Regions from separate parts of the Mus musculus genome. Here regions 2, 3, 4 and 5 are each linked to region 1. Evidence: chromatin contacts called from public Hi-C, Micro-C and promoter capture Hi-C data. All regions are on one chromosome and are shown on one strand. Each heading gives the region's core, a stretch centred on a gene start, on an enhancer-like site or on the middle of the called end of the contact. The rest is flanking DNA. Distances are from core to core; before and after follow the strand shown. Region 1 holds the start of Efna5 (ephrin A5). Region 2 holds the start of Pja2 (praja ring finger ubiquitin ligase 2). Region 3 has its middle 190 kb from the start of Gm34038. Region 4 holds the start of Man2a1 (mannosidase 2, alpha 1). Region 5 has its middle 130 kb from the start of Gm34038.

The links. Promoter capture Hi-C pulls out the DNA fragments that hold promoters and counts their contacts. A called contact is a pair of places that touch in the nucleus more often than the background predicts.
Region 2: a contact with region 1 is called in a Micro-C map of embryonic stem cells, with 5 times the contacts expected there. The contact joins the promoter of Pja2 here to the promoter of Efna5 in region 1. A contact is called at or near these places in 1 of 39 promoter capture datasets (pre-B cells) and 1 of 484 Hi-C or Micro-C datasets (embryonic stem cells).
Region 3: a contact with region 1 is called in a Hi-C map of cerebellum, with 2.0 times the contacts expected there. The contact joins the enhancer-like site here to the promoter of Efna5 in region 1. A contact is called at or near these places in 7 of 39 promoter capture datasets (the 3T3-L1 cell line, 3T3-L1-derived adipocytes, cranial neural crest and 3 more), 1 of 484 Hi-C or Micro-C datasets (cerebellum) and 7 of 115 datasets of contacts at active chromatin or transcription factors (the NIH/3T3 cell line, astrocytes, embryonic forebrain and 4 more).
Region 4: a contact with region 1 is called in a promoter capture Hi-C map of pre-B cells, with 4 times the contacts expected there. The contact joins the promoter of Man2a1 here to the promoter of Efna5 in region 1. A contact is called at or near these places in 1 of 39 promoter capture datasets (pre-B cells) and 2 of 484 Hi-C or Micro-C datasets (both in embryonic stem cells).
Region 5: a Hi-C map of cerebellum shows a contact between it and region 1, with 1.9 times the contacts expected there. The contact joins the enhancer-like site here to the promoter of Efna5 in region 1. A contact is called at or near these places in 3 of 39 promoter capture datasets (the 3T3-L1 cell line and hippocampal neurons), 1 of 484 Hi-C or Micro-C datasets (cerebellum) and 5 of 115 datasets of contacts at active chromatin or transcription factors (astrocytes, embryonic basal ganglia, embryonic forebrain and 2 more).

The regions. Positions count from the first base shown.
Region 1 is chr17:62,879,880-62,882,579 of GRCm38.p6, reverse strand. It overlaps Efna5 (ephrin A5), which reads left to right and starts at 1,263. Exons shown (of 5, transcript NM_207654.2): 1 at 1,263-1,574. The coding sequence starts at 1,450.
Region 2 is chr17:64,330,440-64,333,139 of GRCm38.p6, reverse strand. It overlaps Pja2 (praja ring finger ubiquitin ligase 2), which reads left to right and starts at 1,257. Exons shown (of 10, transcript NM_001025309.1): 1 at 1,257-1,344.
Region 3 is chr17:61,287,492-61,290,191 of GRCm38.p6, reverse strand. No RefSeq gene overlaps it. Among named protein-coding and RNA genes, the nearest start is that of Gm34038, 190 kb to the left of the region's middle. Within about 2 kb of position 1,416, at least 1 of the 459 cell types and tissues checked has an H3K27ac peak or open chromatin away from gene starts, as enhancers often do. A contact at or near this core is called in cerebellum, where this site is marked.
Region 4 is chr17:64,600,222-64,602,921 of GRCm38.p6, reverse strand. Man2a1 (mannosidase 2, alpha 1) reads right to left here and starts at 1,273. Exons shown (of 22, transcript NM_008549.2): 1 at 1,052-1,273. The coding sequence starts at 1,186.
Region 5 is chr17:61,605,868-61,608,567 of GRCm38.p6, reverse strand. No RefSeq gene overlaps it. Among named protein-coding and RNA genes, the nearest start is that of Gm34038, 130 kb to the right of the region's middle. Within about 2 kb of position 1,312, at least 4 of the 459 cell types and tissues checked have an H3K27ac peak or open chromatin away from gene starts, as enhancers often do. A contact at or near this core is called in cerebellum, where this site is marked.

The DNA.
Region 1 (2,700 bases), core at 14-2,513:
TCACCTCTCGTTACTGCTGTGCCTAAGGAGGGAAGGAGGAGGCAGCTCCGGATCGGGAAGGTTTTCTGATGTAGTCATCGGGGAGGTGCCAGCAGCTCGCGTGTGCTCCCTCTCCCTTTTTCCCTCCCGGTTTCAAACTGATTGATGAATCTCTACAAGTTGCTGGGGTTGGGGCCGGAGAGGTCCGAGTCCCAGGGACACTTCTGAGAGCTCCCCCCCGGGGCTCTGGGCACGCCGTGCGGGGGTTCAGCCTCTCTCCCGGAAGGCGAACGGAGACTGTCATCAGCCCATCCCGGACTTGGAGGGCTCCATCCGAAAGTGATTGTTTCCCCTCTCGCTTCTCAGCCCGGCAGTTGGCTTGGCGTCGCCCTGCAGGTTTGGGCATCCCGGCCCCGCCTGGCTGGCTGGTTCACAACCTCTGCTCTTCATTCACTCCGCGGCACCCACACCCGGCCAAGACAAGCTAGCAGGAGAAATCCCCGACTCAGCCAGCGCCCGGGGGTGCCATCTCGCTCTGCCTCTGCGGTCGGACTCCTTTGGGGACCTGCTGGAAGACGTGAAGAGCCAAACTTTTCTTGGAGCCTTTTCCGAAGCAAGACCCGCTCCTCCTCTCCTCGCCTGAGCGCTCGGCTGCGGCTTTGGGCAGTTCCAGGACTCCGGCAGAGCCGGGCTTGCGGATCCAGATCGCCACTCTTCTCTGCGCACCTCCGGGTACCGCAGTCCACAGGACTCCTGCGAGCCTTGCGGGGGGTCGCCTGGCCAAGGCACAGAAGGGAGGCTCCGGACTGCTTCCAGCCTCCTGGGGACACCAGTGTGAGGACGCCCCCCCCCCCGCCCCCCTCCACACAGCGCCCTCCTCCTGCAGTTTCTCTCCGGCCGCCAAAGTAACTTGGAACAAAGCGGGGCGCACGGTGAGGGCCCAGCGCGGCGGAGGAAGCCCGTGCAGACCGCGGCGCCGACACTGAGCCGGGCCCGGCGGGCCGGTGTATGTCTCCCCGCAGCCGCGGCGCTCAACTCCCCGTGACTGTGCAGCGCGCGCCGCCGCCTGCCCCGACCCGCGCTGCCGCCGCCCGGCCCCGCACGCACCTCCCTCTCCCGGGGTGACCGGCTTGCAGCCGCCGCCCGAGACACAGCTCCGCACCCCTACCCCCGCCCTCGCCGCCGCCACCGCACACACGCACGCGTCTCTCCGTCTTGTGATTCTTCTCCCCTCCCGAGCCCTTCAGTGGGGGTGCGAGTTTGTCCCCCCGCCCCAGCCACTGCCTCCTTCTTCTCTCTCTCCTCTTCCTCTTCCTCCCGCGCTCGCCGCGCGCCTCTCGCCCCTTCATCGTATTTATTCCTATTTATTTGGCGTCCGCTCTCTTCGTCTGCCCCTCTCCCTCCCTCCCCCTGGATCCCCGATCTCTCCCCGGAGTGGCGCGTCGGGGGCTCCGCCGCTGGCTAGGCGTGATGTTGCACGTGGAGATGTTGACGCTGCTCTTTCTGGTGCTCTGGATGTGTGTGTTCAGCCAGGACCCGGGCTCCAAAGTCGTCGCCGACCGCTACGCCGTCTACTGGAACAGCAGCAACCCCAGGTAAGGTGGCCGGGGCGGGGGCGCCAAAAGCTCGGGCTCCGCGGGCCTGGGCCGGGAGCAGGGGACACGGCGGCCGGGAGCGGCGCGCACCAGCCGCAGGCAGCGCGCGCCCTCGGAGCCTGCGTCGCCAGACGCCGCTGGCCGCCCGGCGCCGGCGGGAAGCGCTCGCTCCGCGCCGCTCTTTGTTAAGCCAGGGCGGCAGGGCCGGCGGCTGCTAGCAATCCCCAGGGCTGCGCGGAGCCGCTGCCTCCGACCGGGTGCGGGGAAGACACGGGAATGGGCGGGAGCCCCGGACCCGGGCCATCGCTTCCCAGTCGGGGAGATTGGCCCGCACCTCCGGATCCCGGCTTAGAGCTTGGGTGCTGGTAGCCTCGGGTGCGTACTGCCAAGAGGTCCTCCCTGGAGCCTGGGGGGCGCGGGGCTGAGGCCGGGATCCTGATAGATAGCATCAAAGTTTTCTTTTTTTTTTAATTTTAAAATTTTTACTTAAACATAATGCCTTCTTTTACCTCCTTGCGCGCATAGAGAGAGCGCGTACCGGTTAGAGGGAAGCAAAGGGGGGTTGGAGGGATGGGTGAGTGGAAAGCGGAAGCTTTAGGGTTTAATGTTCTTTTTAACTGCGAGATAACTGTTAGGTGACCCCCCCCCCCCCCACACACACACCGCCAAGTCGGTCTAGGCCCATCGCGCTTGGCCCTGGAAAGGATTCTCCCAGCTCGGGCACCCTCCTTTCCCCCCCAGTGGGCTTAAGGTGCCAGAAAGTTTGATCGAATGCCGGGTTACGTCACGAGTGCAGAGCGAGCCGCTGGAGTTGGCAAGCCGGAAGGTGGGAGCCTTCGCCCCGGGGCCTGGCGCTGTGCAGCTGGAGGGACGCGCGTGGTTACCTGCGACAGCGTCTAGGCGACCCCAAAGCCTGCGGGCTTGGCGGGAGGCTGGAAGCGGGCGCCGGGGACTTCCTTAGCGCACGCTCTGGGCCCTAGCTTGCCGCAGCCACCCTGCGATCCTGGACCCCGGAGAGGGGAGGAGGGTCGTCCACAGCACCAGGCAGACCCTTTCTGGTCCGGGCTGCTCCCAAACCTTACTTTCTCCCGGATCTGGACCCAGCAGTCGGTCCCGCTGGGCCCAC
Region 2 (2,700 bases), core at 8-2,507, 1.5 Mb before region 1:
ACTTGGTTTCACAAAATGTCTAGCAATTTCTCGTGTTTTTATGGGAAATGTCGAATCATTTCTTTACATCGATGGTAGAAAAAGTAGTTTCAGTTCACTGGCAGATTTTACAGCTAAAGGACATCACAAGAAGTGGGGCTCTTAATCTGTGTGGGTAGGGAGGCCACGTGATAAATATATCCTGGGCTTTTGAGCTCTGGGTGATGAAGCTGGGGGTGGGGGCGGGGAGTTAAGAGAAGAGAGCTAGGCTGTAATCAGAGAAGCAGGCAGGCTTCAGGATGAGAAAAGGGGACATGTGCATCACTGACATAACGAACTTAAACTGTGACTGGGTTTAAATTAAGCAAGGTGTCCAGGGACTCCAGCTGTTGTATTTATTTTGGTTGCATGAGACGAGAGCTGATAACTCCGAGCCTGACACCCGATATAACTTAGCTGTCAGCTGCTAAACTCTGGTCAGGCCAAATCTACATCTCACCTATAGCTGCTTTATACAAACAGAATCAGAGAGCAGGGCGAGGGTCTGACCAGTGGTGGGCGGGTACCACGCACCACAGAGAACCACAGCAAACAAGCTCTTCGTACGTTTCTTTCCCTCGCTGCTATCAGAATTGCAACTGGTTTCGGATTTTCTTTTCTTGTACTTCAAATTGCAAATACTGGGTAACTTCTCACAGCCTTGGGAACCGAATTCTGCACCTCCATTTTGCTGGGGGGCATGCGGGAATGGAGGGAGAAGTGTAACTGCGCCAGTCCTGCGCTCAGCTCTCCACACCCCCTTCCCTTCGGGAGACCCCGCCCTTTTCTCCCAGCCAAACCACAAAAGGCCTGACAGTGGATCGGGCCTCGGCGCCCCGCCCCCGCCCAAACGTCGCAGTGCTGCAGGGGCGGGCGCAGGGCCAGAGAGGGGGCGGAGCCAAGCGCGTCTCCACTCTCCTCGGCCAATCCGCGAAGGGCCTGGGAGAGAGCTTGCAGGCGCCAGGCAGAGAGACAGCCCCAGTTATTTTCCCTTTTTCTGCCACGTCCAACCATGACGTAGGCCTACTTCTAGGACTGCGATTGGATGCGTGCTTTTCCCCCTGCAGAGGGCCGTGAAGTCTATTGGCTGCGCCCTCAGGGGGCGGGGCTAAAGCGCTCCCTTCCTCCGCCTCCTTCGCAGCGCAAGGGGCGGGACGCGCCGCCGCCGCCGCCGCCGTCACCACCTCTGCTTCCGCCGCCGCCGCCGCCGCCGCCGCTGCAGCCGCTGCGCGTTCGGCGGGGGAGGAGTCGGAGGCGGAGAAGAAGGCGGTGGTGGCGGGTGGAGGATCGAGCGCTGTTCTCGCTCTGGAGCCGCTGCACATCTCGGTGAGGGCAATTTTTATTTTTTTCTCTCTCCATTCTGGCTGATTCTGTCAGAGCGGATCTGGGTGAGGGAGCCGCTGCCCAGGCGCCTCGGCTTCGGGGGTCTCCGAGGAACGGACCGAGCCGTGGCCGGCCATGGTGGGTGGGGTTGGCGACTGAGAGGCCTCCGGCCATCCCGCCCGGGGCCGCGCTCTAGCCCGAGCCGCCGCGCCCGCCGCCCGCTCGCTCCCGCCGGCTGTCTGCTGTCCTTGGTGCCCTGGTCAAGGACCCGGCGCCTTGCCCCTCGCGGCCCGCCAGTGCCGCCCACCCTCAGGCCCGCCGCGGAGGACCGTGGCGCACTAGGCCTGCGGGGCCCCTGCCCGGCCCGGCACGGCACGCCTTCCATCCCTGCCTCCCGGATTTGCGTCCTCCCCGATTGTCACCGAGGCCCAGGCACCCTGTCAGGCAGTGCCAGTGGCCTACCGTCTTCTTGGTCAGCGTTAGGCCCCAGCACGCCTGTCAGAGGCACCTTCAGGGCTCCCCTCCCCGCCCCCACCCGCACCTCCACCCCCACCCCAAGATGCCTCCAGGTTTATCATTTTTTGCGCACATTAAAAATGGTGAGTTGAAAGCTGCCCAGACCAAGTTGAATAAAATAAAACAAAAAAAAAAATTGTATGTCTACATAGACAACTGCTTTGACGATCCTCATTCTGTCAAGTATACGATTCTTTTTTTTTTTTTTAAAGAGGCCTTACTCTATTTTTATCACGAAATATTTGCTATTATTTCTTTTAAGATGGCAGTCATTGCTGAAGACTTAACAGGTCATTTGATGAGTGTATACAGGAACGTAAAAAAATAACAGAAATAAACGTAACATGTTTGTGATTGTCTTCTGGATTTCATGTCTTTTTATATGAAATAATTTTATTCTTCTATTACAGACATGCACCCTCCGTGTAAAATTCAGCAGTATAAAGAGAGAAGTATTAAATAAATACTAATATGTGACTATTTTCATCCTTCAGTGCCCCACCAGTATTTCGGTTTGGTGGTCATCTTTCCAAGTGCTTTCACAAACGCATCTTGAAAGATACACACACATGCAGAGTTGTCTCCTTCAGGGATGGGGGTGAGGGCTATGCTGAGCACATTTGTGTAAAGCTTGCTTCTTCTAATTATATATCTTGGACATAGACTCCCGTTTTATGTAGGCCTCCCTAATACTTTTTCTATCTAAGGGTACATCCTATTTCTTTAATTTGATGGACTTTAATTAAGTATTCCTACTGAAAGCCGTTTCAGTGCTTGCAGTTGAAAGTTATGCTTTATACTAAAGGTAACTAACTCACGTATTGATTGATTGATGCTGAACTG
Region 3 (2,700 bases), core at 167-2,666, 1.6 Mb after region 1:
TATACAGTTGTTCACTATATAATTGAAAAGTGGAAAGGTATGAGAAAGAAAGGTATTATCAATAATTTTAACCTGTACAGGTCATTGAGAAATGATTTCAGTGGACTAAAGGAGTAAAGTGTTTGTCTGAATGGAAAGGTATAAGTACAGCAGAACACTTGGACATTCTGCCCATCTGCATACCTGCCAATCACAGGCTGAATGAGACAGGCCCTTGTAGCCCTGAAGCTAAAATCAAGGATTTTTTTTTAGAGTCTTTTATCATTCAAAGTGGTAGAACAAACTGCTTCTTGTTTCAAGAATGATCAGAAATACAAGAAAGTTAGTGTCAAACTGAATGAGTCTCAGTAAGAATTTATTGTAATCCAGAGCAATAGAGTAGCTGTGGTTGTTTGCACAACACCTGTACAATATAAAGCCAGTCAGCATTGCAACAAGGTAGGAGGGAACACTCAGGAGTCTGCACGTCTAACTTAGGAACTATAGAAATCTGATCATTTCTTAGGTTCACCATGTTCCCAAGAATGGTCTACACCCATGAATATATGACGATCTTTTAATGCAGATCTAAAAAGAAATGATATGACCCAGGGTTCTGTATCTTTCTGCACTTATGGTGCATCTACCTCTGAATGTAGAATCTGAGTGTTGCCATGATACACACATTTTCTGCAAGAATCCTAGAGCCAATAAAGTGAGCTGTGTCTTCAGTTGAGTAATCAGATGGTAGTGCATACCTTACGAAGCAACTGTGATATTAAAACAAAACCATGATACGAACCGGTTTAAAGAATTTACTCTAAAAACTGAAAATGATCAGCTCATTATTTTCTCTTGCTCCTCATATGTGCATACTTAGCTATTAACTACTTATTCGGTCATACAAGGAACATGAAGGAAGGGAAACCATTCATTTTCTTTTCAGTCTCTCTTACTCATTTGTAAATGGACTTAAGGAATATGTATACATCAGGAAACAGACCTCAAGGTTTTGATTATGTCCTCGTTAAGAGCATCATATAAAGGCATATGTTTGTTATAAAACAGATATTGGGAGTTTCATGAGTCTGTATATGAGGTAATAGTCACATTTAAAATTGCCACTGTATAATATAATGATAATCAATATTAACAATATAGAAATTATAAATGAAGTTAATTTACCTCTATTTAAAAAGAAATGAAAAAGAATGACAAAAACCAAGCAAAAGACATTTTAGAAAGCAGAAGCTGTATATGGCAGAGTCTTATTGACATGTTATCTTTCTTTAATGAAAATGTCCCAGAAATTTAATTTTTCACTGGACCCAGTACATTAATTATCAGCCCTTACTTTCCCTATCTAATGATGCCACTCTTACTCTGCCTAGGAGCCCCGTTGCTTCTCACTGAACATGCCCAGCTCCCTGTCTTTCATGGTCACTGTGCTGTTCAGCTTCTCCCTGCATGCTAATCTCCACAGGTCCATATGCTCTGCTTGTTCATTCCTCTCCTGATACTTTTCCAACCACATCTTTTCATCGAAGTTTCCCTAAACACTGCATTTGGTGATTTCATCTCCATTATTTTTTTTTTCATGATTGCTCAATTTTTTTTAAAAGAAATGTTATGTTTCTGTGGCTTCTCGTACAGTTAATTGGGTTATACTGGCCCTAAATCATGAATAGATCAGACAGTGAATGATGTTCTATTTAGAAACAAATGTCTCAGAAATAAAGACCAAAATATTCATCAGTTTTCCCTTAAGTCATCTTCACCAAATAGAAAATGTTATGTCTCCTGGCTTCTGAGTTAATATCCAAAATGAGATTGAACTTGGTCACTAAATTGCATCTAAGGTTTACTATTTTTCAGAACTTTGGCAAGAGACTGAATACAAATGTTACGTGTGAAATAAAATGTAATTAACACAAATATAAGTTGAGATTAAGCTTTATTTAATTTTAAATCCTCAACCACTATTAAGCCTTAGTTTCGGCCTCCAGTTTTGGCTTAAAATTCATAAATATTCTGAATGGAGAATAGCAGGTGTTAGTCCTAATTTAACAAAGCAGGTGTCAAATATTTTTTATGGGGGCAACTGCTACTCCTTCTGGGGAGTTCTTTACTTTGGGGTTTCTCCTAATTAAAAATATTTATCCATCACCCGTCAATGCTGTCTCTAAGGGACAGGGAAACCTTTGGAGAATGTGACTTGAAGACTGTATAGACAAAAAATGAGAAAGCAAAGAACAGAAAGAAAAACAAGAAAGGAAGAAAGAGAAAGGAAGAAATTACTATTAATCCCATAAAGATCGTTTTTCTCTAGTGTCAAAATTAAAGCTGCACAATATAACTCACTCTTCTCATAAAATACTTTTCAGATTCTGAGACCAGTACAATTAGGTACGTAATGGGATTCAAAAAATTCTATATTCAAGGTAAAATATGCAACATTAGATGATATGTTTCACATCTGACATGATTTTGTTTCCTACAAATTTTTTTTAAAAAACCTACATAATTTAAAGTTTTCTAATATTAGGTAAAGACATCTATAAAGGTTAAGGGTGAGATTATGAAAATTTTATTCCTCTCACAATAAAGAACTTTTAATGTTCAAAGAAAATAATAGCGCCATTCTAATAACTCTGGCAGATCAGATTTTGAACTAAGATTTTGTGATGATTTTAAGAATTATATTAACGTGTGTGTATGTGT
Region 4 (2,700 bases), core at 24-2,523, 1.7 Mb before region 1:
ATTTGGAAACATCTGTCTGTGGCCAGCTTTTTATTTCCACACTTCTAAAAGAAAAAAATACTTCTAGTGCTGTGTACTAATGACAGAATCCGCAAGTCCTCGTTCCGATTTCATTAAATTCCCACCAAGCCATTGACCCTGGCATATCAGAAGAAATGGCAAGGGCTATTTCCAGTCATTTAAACTGTCATATTAAAAGAAAAAAAAAGGCAAAACATCAGCCTTATTCGGGTAGGTTGTAGATTGCTCTGGTCAACTAGTTGTTAGCTTGTCAACACTTGGATTCTTCGGATTTCTCCACACATCTGCTTCTACTAAAATGTATGTGTGTCAACAGAGAAAAGCCGTAAAGGCCACTCTCAATTGCTACGTGGTCACCTCCCACACAGAACCTATTGCATCCATTTCTTGTTATTTGCTAGTAACTTTTCCTGAAAGACTTCGGGTGGGTCGTTTGTTCAACTCCTCTGCCAGCTGGACCACCCCGCAGAGAACTGAGCGCCGCACAGCTTCCAGTGAGAGAATAACAGGCGCTTCCCCACTCTGCTCCAAACCAACCCGAGGTAACAGCTGAAGCATGACGACACTAAAATCAACCCTACTATCCATATCTCAAAGGGCTGCAACAGGAAATAAACTTTTTTATCTCTTAAGAGACAGTGAAAGGGAAAGGGGTCAGAAACAGAAATCTGCCTAGGTGGGCTGTGTTTAATCAATTTCCGCGCCTCGGTGCGTTCAGGGATCTGGGCGGCCTCTGGCAGCTTTAACCCTGAGCTAGCTTAGGGGCGACACTCACACCGGTTCCCCACCAGCAGGTGGCCGAGCCCACTTCCACAGGCCCGGGTGCAAATGTGGGAATATGTCCTCTTTTGCCCGGTGCCAAGGCTGCCACCGCATGACGCCCAGCACTTTGCAAACTCAGCGGTCCGAAACCTCAGCAAGCCGGATGAGGCTCTGCCGGTCGTCGGGTGCGGCCTCACCCTGCCCCGGTGCCGAGAAGTGCGAGCCCCGGGACCAGCCCTCCAGCTTGCGCCCGCCACCAGGTGCTTACCTGCGGAAAGGAGCCCTCCTGGCGCGGGCCCCGAGGGTAGTCCAAGTGACCCCTGTCCAGCATCAGGTAGAGTGAGAAGATTACGACGCAGAAGATCGCGCTGCCAAACACGGTGAACTGGCGACTTAACTTCATTTTCCTCGATGGACTCGGGGCCAGGACGCGGTCCTCACCCGAAGGAGGCAGAAGACTGAGGACTCCAGCCGGCGATCGCCGAGGGCTCCCTGCTCCCGGCCGCACACCCTTCGCGCGCTACGGCGCGGGTCCCGGCTGCGCTCCGCACCTCGTCTCCGGAGCCACCACGCGCCCTCGGCCTACGCCCTGGCCCGCTGCCCTCCCCAAGGCCGGCCGTCCCTGCAAGGCAGACTCCTGGAGAGCAAGGCAAAGGTCCCCACAAACTTGCTTTCCTGCAGGATAGCGCTACCCGGTAGGGCGGTCGGAGCAGTCAGAGGAGAGGTCTCTGCCCGACTTCCTGCCACGGGCCGGCACGACTGAGTCGGCAGGAAAAGTTTTCTCGACAAGGGCAGGCGTGTCCTCCGCGCCCAGAGAACGCGCGGGTTCCGCGGCTCCGGGGCCGAGTGTGCGGCGCTGGGAGCAAGGAGCGCGCGGAAGAAGGAACTGGACCTGGAGGCGCCGTGCCCCACAACTTAGCGCCGGGACACCCAGGCCCACCCCCGCCACACCGCCCCCGCGTGCCCGCCGAAGAACCCCTTCCTGCCGCGGCTACTGCGGGGGCCCGACCCGGGTGCACCCTGTGCGCCGGAGCGCTGCAATCCAGGACTTTCCTCGGCGTGTGCGTCCGATCCCCGGCCTCTCCCGGCCCCCGCCGCCCCTACCTTCCCCCTCGCGGGCCCGGGCTGCACGCGGAGGGCGCAGGGGGCGGGCAGCGCCGGGAGGAGGCAAGCCGAGGGAGGAGGAGAGGACCGTCCCCGGAGAGGAGCCCGCTCCAGCTGCAGCCGTGGAGCACCCCCTCCTTCCCGCCCCGAGAACGCGGAGATGGCGGCGGCAGCCGCGAAAGGAAGAGCCGGTTCCCCAGCGCCACTCGGCGCTCCTGTACCGCCCGCCACGAGCCGGAGGAGACGGCGGCGGCGGCAGCGGCGGCGGCGCAGCGGCCGTTGGGTCAATAGGCGCCCGCAGCCCTGGAGCTGGGCAGCCGGCTGGCCCCGCCCCCTCCCGACGCGCCGGGATGAGGGGGCGGGCCCCCTGGCGCCCAATCACAGCGCGCCGCCCGCCAGGCCCGCCCAGCGCCTGCCTCACTGGGCCCTGACAGTAGGAAGACCTCAAGAGGCTTCAGTGACAAGGGAGGCGGCTTTGCAGGAATTGAGGCCAGCAGAGAGGTGCCTCCAGGGCTCCAGCAGCCTAAGGTCCAGAGCGACAGTGGTTCATTCCCCAGATTCCATCCTCTTGTCGCGTCTTCTATCCTGGAACGCCCAGATCAGCCTGCCTTGGAAGGGTCTGTGCAGGGCTGGAAGGGGAGGTAGACAAGAAATCTGAGGAGCCTAAAAAGGACTCATCTTTTCCTCTTGCTTTTGGCGACATCCTGGTGAAACCAGGGGAAAAGGGAGGCTGACAAAGCCTCTTGTAGGCAGATGTAGACATCTGGCGACAAAATCTAGTAAGAGGGGGATCTAAGAAATGCCTGTACCCAC
Region 5 (2,700 bases), core at 63-2,562, 1.3 Mb after region 1:
GTATAACTTTTCCTGGCCACATTCCGGGATTGTACAAGCCATGCCCAAATGCAGGAAGGAAAAAGACTCTACTGGAGCCACCTGGATTCTTGGCAGAGAGCTCCGGCTTTCACATTCCTGCCAATAACCACAACAAACTCAATGGTTTATGATCTAGAAAGAGTTGGGGGAGTTTATCTGGACTGGATAAATTGAAATTATTCATGTCTTTCTAACGGAGCTCCACAACATAAAATCGGTTTGGATTAGGTCATTATTTCAAGATATGGGGATATGGGGATTATAATGTTGCAGCTAAGGCAAAATGATTTTCTTTTTCTCTATAAATATACATAAATATACACATATATATGTATACATATATGCATATATATACACACATATATATACACATATATACGTATTCACACATATATAAATGTATATATATATATATATATATATATATATATATATGTGTGTGTGTGTGTGTGTGTGTGTGTGTGTGTGTGTGTGTGTGTGTGTGTGTGATGTTAAATGTGTAGATAGCAGTATGGTCATTCATCTCCTTAAGGGTAAATATTCTCCTTGTTTTTCTGGATAGCTTTAAACTTTATAGGGTAAATAAAAGTGCAAATGAGAATCAGAGAGGTTGTGAGAGAGGCATGAAGACAAACTGAGTGTGAGCTGGCACAATAAGAGGCAATTCCACAATGACTTTGAAGAGGGAAGAGAGCCAGGTAACTGAGGAACTCAAGTGTCTCTGGATATTGGAAAATCAAGGAAAGTTATTTTTCCCTAATGTCTGCAGAGTGGGTACACAGTTAGCTGGGAGGCATCTTGATTTCTGCTCAGTAGGAACTATGCAGCACTGCCATCAAAAACCAAAGATACTATGTTTTCCGTGCTTCTCAACTACAAAATATGTAGCAATCTGTTTTATCGGTGTAGAAAACTGATGCCACTGCTCTAAGCTATATTTTCCAAGTAGCAAAATCGGTCCAGTGCTGCAGTTAACTCCTCAAACTGCATAGGCACAGCTGGGCAAGAGGACAAGTGTTGAGCGATTTTGTACAAAGCCGGTAAAGAATCTCAAACTCACTCCAATTTATAAAATATAAAACATCTCTCTACTAGAACACTGATGTTGGAAAGTAAAGATTATGCTTCGCTGTGCACAGTGGGGTAACTGGCACGGCAAATACTGGTTCCGAACCGAGCCTTTAATGCTGTCACTGAGGCCTGAAAAACACCTGCTTGCACATCATGTGCTTTAGTACCTCCGTCGATGTCATCGGGCAGCTTGTCAGATAGACCATTGTGTGCCAGTCCATACCAGCTCTCGTCCCATTCCCTGCTGATCAGGCACTGGGAGCAGAAGGTCTCTGTACACTCACAATAACTTCCTGCTATTTTAATAATGGTGACGATGGGGGAAAACATGGAGCTATGGAGTATGATGAAAGATGTAAATAATTCTGGATACCACGAAGGCAAATAAGTGAAAATTCAAGTAAGAGAGAAGGCTGGAGTCTTTCCTTTTGTTTCCTAGGTTTGTGTTCTCTCAGAATACAAATTAACAAAGGAAAAGAATAGCGGGATCAAATGTGTCGGAAAACAGCTTAAGACCGTGCTGACAGAGTTGGCACTCAATCCAGATGGCTCTGGCACTCAAATGCCAGCAACAGAAATGTAAGCTATGAAGAGAGTAACTTCACACGGAGATGCTGAACTCTGAAAAATTATTCATTCATGAACTGGCAAGAAGCATATGGAGGAGATGCAGTACATAGGAGAGAATTCCAGGATGAGCTTAAATAATTGCTGAACTGTAATTTTAATGAAGAAATTTAGGGATCCCCCCCCGTTGTGTTCTACATTCAAAACATAAAAATAAAGAAACAATAAATACATTCACACATCATATATTAATCATCTCCAACAAGTGGCATTAGTTTGGCCATGGGAAGTGAAAGGGTAATATGATCATAGACTAATTGCATCCTCCCAAACAAATCAGTTTATGTAGCCTGTCAAAGAAATTTCTTTCTAGGATTCCTTTGTAATCAAACTATTCACACAGGGCATGGTAGTGTGGCATAAAACGTCTTAGTTGAATCTGTGAGTCTGTACTTTTTTTCCCAAGGTTCAAAACACGAGGGAAGTAAAAGTGACATTTATAGATTTTATAACTTATTTTAGCTGTCTCTGGTTCTTTCAGATTGAATGGAGTTATGGAAATATGAGACCTTCTGACATCTCATGACTGATGAACTATAGCTCTGATTTTTATGATGATTGATTTTATTTTCAATTGTTTTGATTTCTGAAAATTTAAACACTCACTTAGCATGAGATTGATAATGGTTATTTGTCATGTATGAAATCTGACTTAGATTTATGGACTTGTTTGACATATTTCAGAGCTTCTTGCCCATGTGGACTTCTATTATATCCTGCAATGTATGTTATAAAACAAGAGTGTCTGTTATTATATTAACATGAGAAGGCCAAGTGCTTATTTTGGGCTTCACCAATTGTGGTGACAGAAAAATATGATATTTATATTACATAACCCCAGAAGAATACATGTCTATGTGCGAAGATCATATAAGCATATTTGCAAAAGAAGCCCTTTCTAGCAATGTGACATCAATGCAAGAATTACATTCAGAAGAAATGAGAAAATGCAAGATTCTTGAGTAAATTTTAAAAATTCAC